Regions from separate parts of the Oryctolagus cuniculus genome. Here region 2 is linked to region 1. The links are chromatin contacts, called in public Hi-C maps. All regions are on one chromosome and are shown on one strand. Each heading gives the region's core, a stretch centred on a gene start, on an enhancer-like site or on the middle of the called end of the contact. The rest is flanking DNA. Distances are from core to core; before and after follow the strand shown. Region 1 overlaps TSPAN12 (tetraspanin 12). Region 2 holds the start of TSPAN12 (tetraspanin 12).

Region 1 (4,280 bases), core at 1,134-3,633:
GGGAGACCCAGATAGAGGTCTAGGCTCCTGGCTTTGGTCCAGTCCAAACTTTGTCATTGTTGGCAGTTTATGGAAGATGTCTCTCACTCTGTGCTTTACCTTTCAGATAAGTAAATAAATATTGAAAAAAGACATTTTGCTAGCCTACTATGAAGTTTCCTCTTTATGAGAATTCCTTGATGAATATTCAAGTTCTATTTGAATAGATCATTATTCCCAGCTTTCTCAGCTATCCATTTTTTAAACAATTTTAAGTTTTTGTTTGTTTGTTTGTTTGTTTTTGACAGGCAGAGTGGACAGTAAGAGAGAGAGACAGAGAGAAAGGTCTTCCTTTTGCCATTGGTTCACCCTCCAATGGCTGCCGCGGCCGGCGCACTGCGCTGATCTGATGGCAGGAGCCAGGTACTTCTGGTCTCCCATGGGGTGCAAGGCCCAAGGACTTGGGCCATCCTCCACTGCACTCCCTGGCCATAGCAGAGAGCTGGCCTGGAAGAGGGGCAACTGGGACAGAATCCGGCGCCCTGACCAGGACTAGAACCCGGTGTGCCGGCGCCGCAAGGCGGAGGATTAGCCTAGTGAGCCGCGGCGCCGGCCAATTTTAAGTTTTAAAAGATTATTCTCTTTTGGGAATCAGTGCATATATCATTAAAGGCATGAGCTTTCCAGGCAAAAAGGCCTTGGTTCAAATTCTAGCTCTAATGTGTACTATTAATTGACCTTCTGTAATTTACTTCCTTGTCTCACTTTCCTCTCCTGTAAATTGGGATCATAAGAGTACCTGCTTGGGTTGTTGAAGAGATTAAATAAAAATGCGGATTGGCAGTACCATCATGAAGTATAGGTGCTTTTAGTCTTCTTACTAAACTGCCATGTAGCACTGTACCCAACCATCTTCTTCAACAAGGACTATATTTAATGTTAAATAAAACATTATAAGGCCGGTGCCACGGCTCAATAGGCTGATCCTCCACCTGCGGCGCCAGCAAACCGGGTTCTGGTCCCGGTTGTGGCGCCGGTTCTGTCCCAGTTGCCCCTCTTCCAGTCCAGCTCTCTGCCGTGGCCCGGGAGTGCAGTGGAGGATGGCCCAGGTCCTTGGGCCCTGCACCCCATGGGAGACCAGGAGAAGCACCTGGCTCCTGGCTTCGGATCGGTGCGGTGTGCCGGCCGCAGCTGCCATTGTGGGGTGAACCAACGGAAGGAAGACCTTTCTCTCTGTCTCTCTCTCTCTCACTGTCTACTCTGCCTGTCAAAAAAAAAAAAAGTAAACATTATATTTAAATTTTTTAAATCTGGTGACTTGAAGTTAGCCATTCATCTTGCTTCCAGCCAACATCTTGTCTCGAGCAGTTTCCTTGTGATTGAAGGGACATTCTCAGGTGATCAAGATTCTGTTTCCTTTCATGTATCTGGACGAAACCAGAGCAGGGCCATGGAGCGTTTGAGAAATGGTGCCCTCTGTGATAGGTCACCAGCTCTCTGCTCAGTCATCGTATCCTAGTCATGGGCAGGAATTCAAGTCCAGGCCAATCTCCAGGACCTTTGTTTCACAGTGGTTGAGATGGTAAAAATGATCATTGTAACCCAGGTTTCCTGTTGGTGTCAGTGCTTCCTGACTTTGTTTACTGTGCATGTGTACTAAAAAAAAAATCACGAAGAGAAAATAAGGGAAGCCCTTAGGGAATTCACGGTGAGCTGTGTTCGGCCACTGTCCTGGGAGGAGCTCTCCAGGGCACTTTGTTTTTCTGGAACTTGTAGTGACTGTGATGATCCAAACAAGTTTGTTTTTTCCTGATGGTAGTGTGTAAGCACTGCTGGTGACACACCCTTGTTCCTAGAGCTGTCACATGGTCAGATCTGCCCTGTCTCGTACTCCGTTTCACATAAAGGGAGGTGGTTCGTACCTCTGAGGACCCTGAACCAGCTTGTTAGTGCCTCTTACACTCGTTTGCAATGAATGCCATAGCCAGACACCACAGACCGGGACTTCAATAATACAGGTTTCTTTCTCCCAGTTTTAGGGCTTGGCAGCAGTCAGGGATCAAGGTGTTGGTGGGGTTGGTCTCCGCTGAGGCCGCTCTCCTTGGCTTGTGGATGGCCGTCTCCTCTCTGTGACTTCACGTTGTCTTCCCGCTGTCCATGACTCCGTTTAGATTTCCTCTCCTGGAAAGGACCTCAGTCCTGTTGGATTAGAGCCCCTCTCCCGTCCCCTGCTCCAGTGTCCTTATTTTAACTCTGCGAAGACCCTATTCCCACATTCGGTCACACTCTGAGGCCCCAGGGGCTTGAATTTCAATGTAAGAATTTGGGTTAGGGGAGGACACATGTCAGCCCATAAAACCCCTCTTCCGAAATACCTCATGGAGCTGGGAATGACCTTGCCAAGCCCAGTTTTCTGACTCATCAGTCAGTGAAGCTTGATGACTCATCAATCACCTTGTAATGGACTCTTCCTTAAGATTTTTTAGGCAGCCTACCTTTGGTTGGCTGGGGGGAAGGGGAGAGTGTTTGACTTCTTGGAACACCCACACACCCACACCCTATACAGCAGTGCCTGGATTCAAATCCCAGCCCTGCTCTTGTTTCCAGCTTCCTGCTAATGCACTCCCTGGGAAACAGCAGGTATTGGCTCAAGCACTTGGGTCCCTGTCACCCACGTGGGAGAACTGGGTTGAGTTCCCAGCTCCCTGTTTTAGTGTGGCCCAACTTCTGCTGTTCCAGGCATTTGGGGAGCTCTTTGTTTCTGTCTGTCTCAAATAAATAAACAAATTAATGAATTAAAAATCTAGATTTAAAAATATATTTATTTATTTTACAATAGTGTTTGGAGCATAAACTTTGGAATAAATAGGTTCTGCTACATACTAGCCTGTGACTATGGTGAGTTGTTTGGCCATTCAAGGGCTTTGTTTATTCATAAGTGGAATGGTGATTTCACTTTCTAGAACTTGACACAGGGTAAGTAAGAGTGGTGCTAACCCACAATGTGGAATTAAAGCAGGTAGGGAAATGACAATGTGATGTCACCACAGTAATGTGTTGGCATGGTATGGGACTTACCAGGGAGTTTTCAGGAAAAGTTTCAGTACAAACTCTATCTTCTCTTGGAGAAGAATGACAACTATTTAAAAAGACAAAAAATAAATTATTTAAAAGAAACTTCAACACAGAACATGATGTGCTTAACCTGTTCAGAAAAGGCAGCTATGTGGAAGGAACACCTCACTTCCTGACACGGCCAGATGAATGGGCTTGTTCCACTGTGCGAGGAGAAGGAATCCTCCAAGAGCTGCCCTTGTGTCATCAACAGAGAGAGGGCTTGTGTCCTTAGCCAGTTAGAGAAATGAGTCTTCTCTAAGAGTAAGGATTTAAAAAGACTAAGTTGGAAATACAGTAGTTTTTTTTTTTTTTAAAACCAAGTGACGTCTTTTTACTTTATATTTTAAAGGATACTCAGTAAGTTATGTAAACTACGTAATGTCAAATTATGTTTGATATACTTGCTGATGGTTGTAGTATACTCATGGCTTTTAGAATTTGACTTAATTTGTGATGCTTATGGTCTATACATAGCTTTTAAAGCAAGTGTACAAAAGATAATACTAAAAAATGTAAAAAAGGGTTTCAAAATTTTAATATTAAATCTTTTAGCAATTCATCATTAATCATCCTTTAAGATGATTTGATTTCTTTTTAAAAATTAGATATTTAGGCATGTGTAGAAAATGCAAAACAAATGCTAGTGGTTTTGCTTGTCTCCTTTTGCACAAGAAGTTCAGAGTTTTTCAAAATTGATTTAAGTTAAGTTTTGAAGGGATGATGGATTGTAATATTTTAAGATGCAGGGCTCATTTTGGGCATACATTGATCTGTGGGGCATAGCTGATTGCCCTTGGCTAAGTTCTCAGTGACTGCCCTGTTCCGTGAAAGAGATAAGAGGAATCGTCCCCTATCCAAGGGCAGAAAATTATTCATCATGGCTAATTGTTTTGAATCTAATCTATAGGTGTCCTGAAGCAGTGCTTCTACACCTTGACCAGAGAAAGCTTTTGCGAATCTTAGGAGAGATGAGACAAGAGAAAGTATATTTTTCTTATTGTAAGAAGTGCAATATAGCTTTTCCTAAGTTTTACTTTATTCGTGTTATAGGTGCATCATTTCTGCAGATATAGTGATGGAATATGGTGGTTTAGTTCAAGAACCTCATTCAGTTGAGGGAAAATTAGTTGGCCAAAATTTTGTTCATTTTCTAAAGTTTTTGGAAATTTTGCTCATTAGAGAAT
Region 2 (4,280 bases), core at 1,067-3,566, 60 kb before region 1:
AAAGGGGTACATATGTATTTCTAAAGCCCCTTTTAAAGTTTTATTATTCCTGGGTGTTGATCCTTAAAATTTATAAATTAAGGCCTGCGTTGCGGCTCAATAGGCTAATCCTCCCCCTGCGGTGCCGGCACACCGGGTTCTAGTCCTGGTCAGGGCGCCGGATTCTGTCCTGGTTGCCCCTCTTCCAGGCCAGCTCTCTGCTGTGGCCTGGGAGTGCAGTGAAGGATGGCCCAAGTGCTTGGGCCCTGCACCCCATGGGAGACCAGGATAAGTACCTGGCTCCTGCCTTCGGATCAGCGTGGTGCACCGGCTGCAGTGGCCATTGGGGGGGTGAACCAATGGCAAAAGGAAGACCTTTCTCCCTCTCTCTCTCTCACTGTCCACTCTGCCTGTCAAAAAAAAAATTTAAAAAATATAAATTAAGTTGAAAGCACTTAACTCTCTTCTAGAAATAGAAGAGGAATGTACTTCTGCGACAGAAATCAGTGCTCTCTTCTCAGTTTTTTTTTTTTTTTAAGATTTTATTTATTTATTTGAAAGGTAGAGTTACAGACAGTGAGAGGGAGAGACAGAGGACAGAGAGAAAGGTTTTCCACCCACTGGTTCACTCCACAAATAGCCACAATGGCCAGAGCTGGGCTGATCCAAAGCCAGGAGCCAGGACCTTCTTCTAGGTCTCCCACACAGGGGCAGGGGCTCAAGGGCTTGGGCCATCTTCCACTGCTTTCCCAGGCCACAGCAGAGAGCTGGATTGGAAGTGGAGCAGCCAGGACTCGAACCGGGGCCCATACTGGATGCTGGCACTGCAAAGGGAGGATTAACCTGCTGCACCACTGTGCTGGCCCCTCTCTTCTCAGTTTTAATGATTCAGACTCCCCTCAGTGCTGGGGGTGTTTACTCTCAGGAATGTGTGGCACCTACAGCATTCAGATGGCTCTGCTTATAACACCCACATGTCCTGATCTGAACAGAAACTGAAGATAAAAATGGATTTCTTTGCTTTCCTCTGTGAATCCAGAAGCAGCTTTTGTGCCAGACTCAGAGTCATTGGATGGGTGACGGGACATTTTGCTTAGTGCTTTGTGTGGATGGCTAAAATCATTACACCTTTGCAAGCTTTCTGTCTGATATACTGCTTAGCTGACTTATTGGGGATTTTCCAACTAACCCAGGACCTTGGTGTTTCATCTTTTGGTCTTGATGTTAGTTCTCTCTGAATGAGAAGGTGTGCCATCGTGCCGGTGTTGTTCCTGAAAGCAACTGACCCCACACAGGCAGGCAAGGGTAGGCAGGCCTTCAATACTCTTTTCTTTTCCTGCCAGGAAATTGAAGGACTCCAGTTATTAGCTTTTCTCAAAGACATTGCTTGTATTCCTGGTAATTCATATTTGCTGGTGAAGGTTTATCTGCCACGCCATGAGCACAAAAATAATCACACAAACGTGTTGTATTTTGAGGCATAAAACACCCAAATTGAGGCCGGCGCCATGGCTCACTTGGCTAATCCTCCACCTGCGGCTCTGGCACTGCGGGTTCTAGTCCTGGTCGGGGCACCGGATTCTGTCCTGGTTGCTCCTCTTCCAGTCCAGCTCTCTGCTGTGGCCTGGGAGGGCAGTGGAGGATGGCCCAAGTGCTTGGGCCCTGCACCCGCATGGGAGACCAGGAGGAAGCACCTGGCTTCTGCCTTCGGATCAGCGTGGCGCACTGGCTGCAATGCACCAGCCATAGCGGCTACTTGGGGGGTGAACCAACAGAAAAAGGAAGACCTTTCTCTCTCTCTCTAACTCTGCCTGTCAAAAAAAAAAAAAAAAAAAAAATCCAAATTGAAAGTGGAGAATATGACCCAGTGATTTTTCTGGAGTGTGAAACTTATTTCTAAAAGGTAAGATACCTTTGGAAGGATCGTCGCCTAGTCTTACTTGAAACTGTTAGTTTCTCAGTAAAAACATGCAAAGAGGCACTTTTCCGAACTCCCACTGCCAACTACATATTTCAAGATCAATCACTCATTGAAAACTCCAAACAAGTTTGCTGGGAGACATTCTGGCAACTTTCATCTTGCCTTACTTGTGAAGCCCTTAAAGCGCGTTCCCTCCCTCTTCTGGGTGTCAGAGTGGCCCCGGTGGCCCCGAGTGCCGTTAGTGGTGCATGAAGGGGGAAAGAACTGTTTTTCACAACCGGGGAGGGCAGCCGAGCCATCAGGAGGTTCATAGGGCACCACGCTAGTGACAAATCACAGGAGGTGGTTCCATTAAGGTTGTGAAAACGAGTTTCTCATTGCAGGAACTGGGCTGAGCCACCCATTACCCCCCTTCTCAAACACAAATATTTTCATATAATAAAAGCCTGCTTCGCTATGGTCGTAACCCAGCCTCCATTTCTCCGACCCCACCATTTTAAAGGGGTTTGCTGAGCAAAGTTTCCAGGCTCTATCTTTTTCCTGCACCGTGTCTTGCAGAGGTGAGGAGCCCTTTGGGGTCTCTCGCCGGGTGAGGGGGACAAGAAACACCCACTAGGACCCAACCCCGGCAGCCAGCGGCCCGAGCATGCGCTGAGAGTTTGTGCAGCTGGCCCTGGCTGCCGCCGCTGCCTCGTCCGGACTTGGCAAGGACTTGGGAGGGAAGGGACAGCGGCGCTGGGAGGTGGCTTAGCAGAGACTTTCCAGCAACTGCTGCCCAGGACTTTTTTTTTTTTTTTTTTTCCCCTTTTTTCCCAGGAGGCGGCCGCTGTGGCGGCGGCGGCGGCGGCGGCGAGGGGAGAGGAAGAGAAGGAAGCGTCTGCAGTTTGAGCCCATGCAGTTCTTTGGCTGTGCGGGAGGAGGGTCCCTGCCTCGATGAGTCCCCAGTGTGTGTCCCCGACTGTTCCCCGGCGGGAGTGGGGCGCGGAGCCCTGCGCCAACGGTGAGTGACCGCGCGTCTCGGGTCCTCCCTGCCCGCGGTGCCACCAGCCCGGCGGCTGGGTGCTCAGCCACTTCGAGGCTGGCTTCCGAGCTGACCCCCGCGCCCTGCCGGGGGCGCGCGCACGCGGTGGCGGGGCTGCTGGCCGCGCCGGCTTTGTGCTCCGCAGGCGGCCGGGAGCGCTCCGTCTTGTCTCTCTGAGTGGCCGGGGCCGGGGGAGGGCGACCCAGTGACTAACCCGGCGTCTGCACAGCTGCACCGGCGCCCCCTCCCCATCCCCGCCCCCACTCGGGCTAATCCATCATTCTGGGACCGAAAACCTCATTTCTCACATTGTCCCAAGGAAACCCTAGTCGCCGGGCGGAATCCCTGCTACGCGCTGCGCCCCCTCCGGTCCCCCGTGTTCATGCCCGAGCTGCGGGACCGGGAGGTGCGGACGTGCGAGTTTGGTGGGCTCGGGAGCCGTCCTAAGGAGGAGGGCGCGAGTGCCTTCCGGCTCGCCAGTGGCGCCTGTGACGTCTCCCGGGGACAGCTCCAAGCAGAACTGTCCCCCAGGAGGGGCGCGGGTCGAGGGAGGTTTTAAGGAGTCCCGTGGGAAAGCAGAGGTACCCGCCGAGTGTCCCCTGAGAACGGGAGTTTACTGTGCGCCTTCATTCATCCCCAGAGCCTGTCTTTCCTTTGCCCGGCAGGTGTTATCTGAAGCTGGGTGGGAACTTCTGGGAGCTCAGTGCTGCAGCTTTAACAGGGGCGTTTTGATGAAGGGTGTCTCCGAGGAACCAGGCTTTGGGACCCTCCGGACCCAGCCGGGGACGGAGGGTGGGGCTGGCCCTGGAGGGCTGCCTGCTGACAAGTCCCCTGTTCTCCCCCGCGCCCGGCAGATCGCTCCTTTTTGGCCGGCGAGGATAGGATGTGGTGAAAGGATGGGGCTTCTCCCTCGCGGGGCTCACAATGGCCAGAGAAGACTCCGTGAAGTGCCTGCGCTGCCTGCTCTATGCCCTCAATCTGCTTTTCTGGGTAAGTCAAACAGTTCCACGGCGCCAACAGGTGGGGACGGCTGGACCGGGCTTCCTGAAGCCACCAGATAATGCGCCAGAGGGCATGGCCAAGCATTATTTAATTACATGGGCTCACACCCTCTATTTTTACAGAAGCAAAATTTGACCTTCTTGAAATGCCTTTGATCTAACTCGAGCTACATTTGTAATTAGAAAAAAGAAATCCACCCCTGGATACTAGCGGCAGTAAAATTAGACTTGAAGTTAATCTAGGGATATAAATAAATACACGTGCTTGTACCCGTCGATAAGAAAATTATGACATACTACTTAGGGAACCGCTTGTTTGCAGGACTTTCAGATAACTGTGCAAGCCATACATTGTTTC

What was found. Hi-C and Micro-C count contacts between places; a contact is called where the count stands out from the background.
Region 2: a Hi-C map of an unstated tissue shows a contact between it and region 1, with 2.8 times the contacts expected there. The contact joins the promoter of TSPAN12 here to the enhancer-like site in region 1. A contact is called at or near these places in 2 of 6 Hi-C or Micro-C datasets (ear pinna and an unstated tissue).

Annotation. Positions count from the first base shown.
Region 1 is chr3:156,786,019-156,790,298 of mOryCun1.1, reverse strand. All of the region lies in intron 6 of TSPAN12 (tetraspanin 12), which reads left to right. Among named protein-coding and RNA genes, the nearest start is that of TSPAN12, 60 kb to the left of the region's middle. Within about 2 kb of position 2,383, at least 2 of the 8 cell types and tissues checked have an H3K27ac peak or open chromatin away from gene starts, as enhancers often do.
Region 2 is chr3:156,846,342-156,850,621 of mOryCun1.1, reverse strand. TSPAN12 (tetraspanin 12) reads left to right here and starts at 2,316. Exons shown (of 8, transcript XM_017342722.3): 1 at 2,316-2,460; 2 at 2,717-2,900; 3 at 3,776-3,911. The coding sequence starts at 3,846.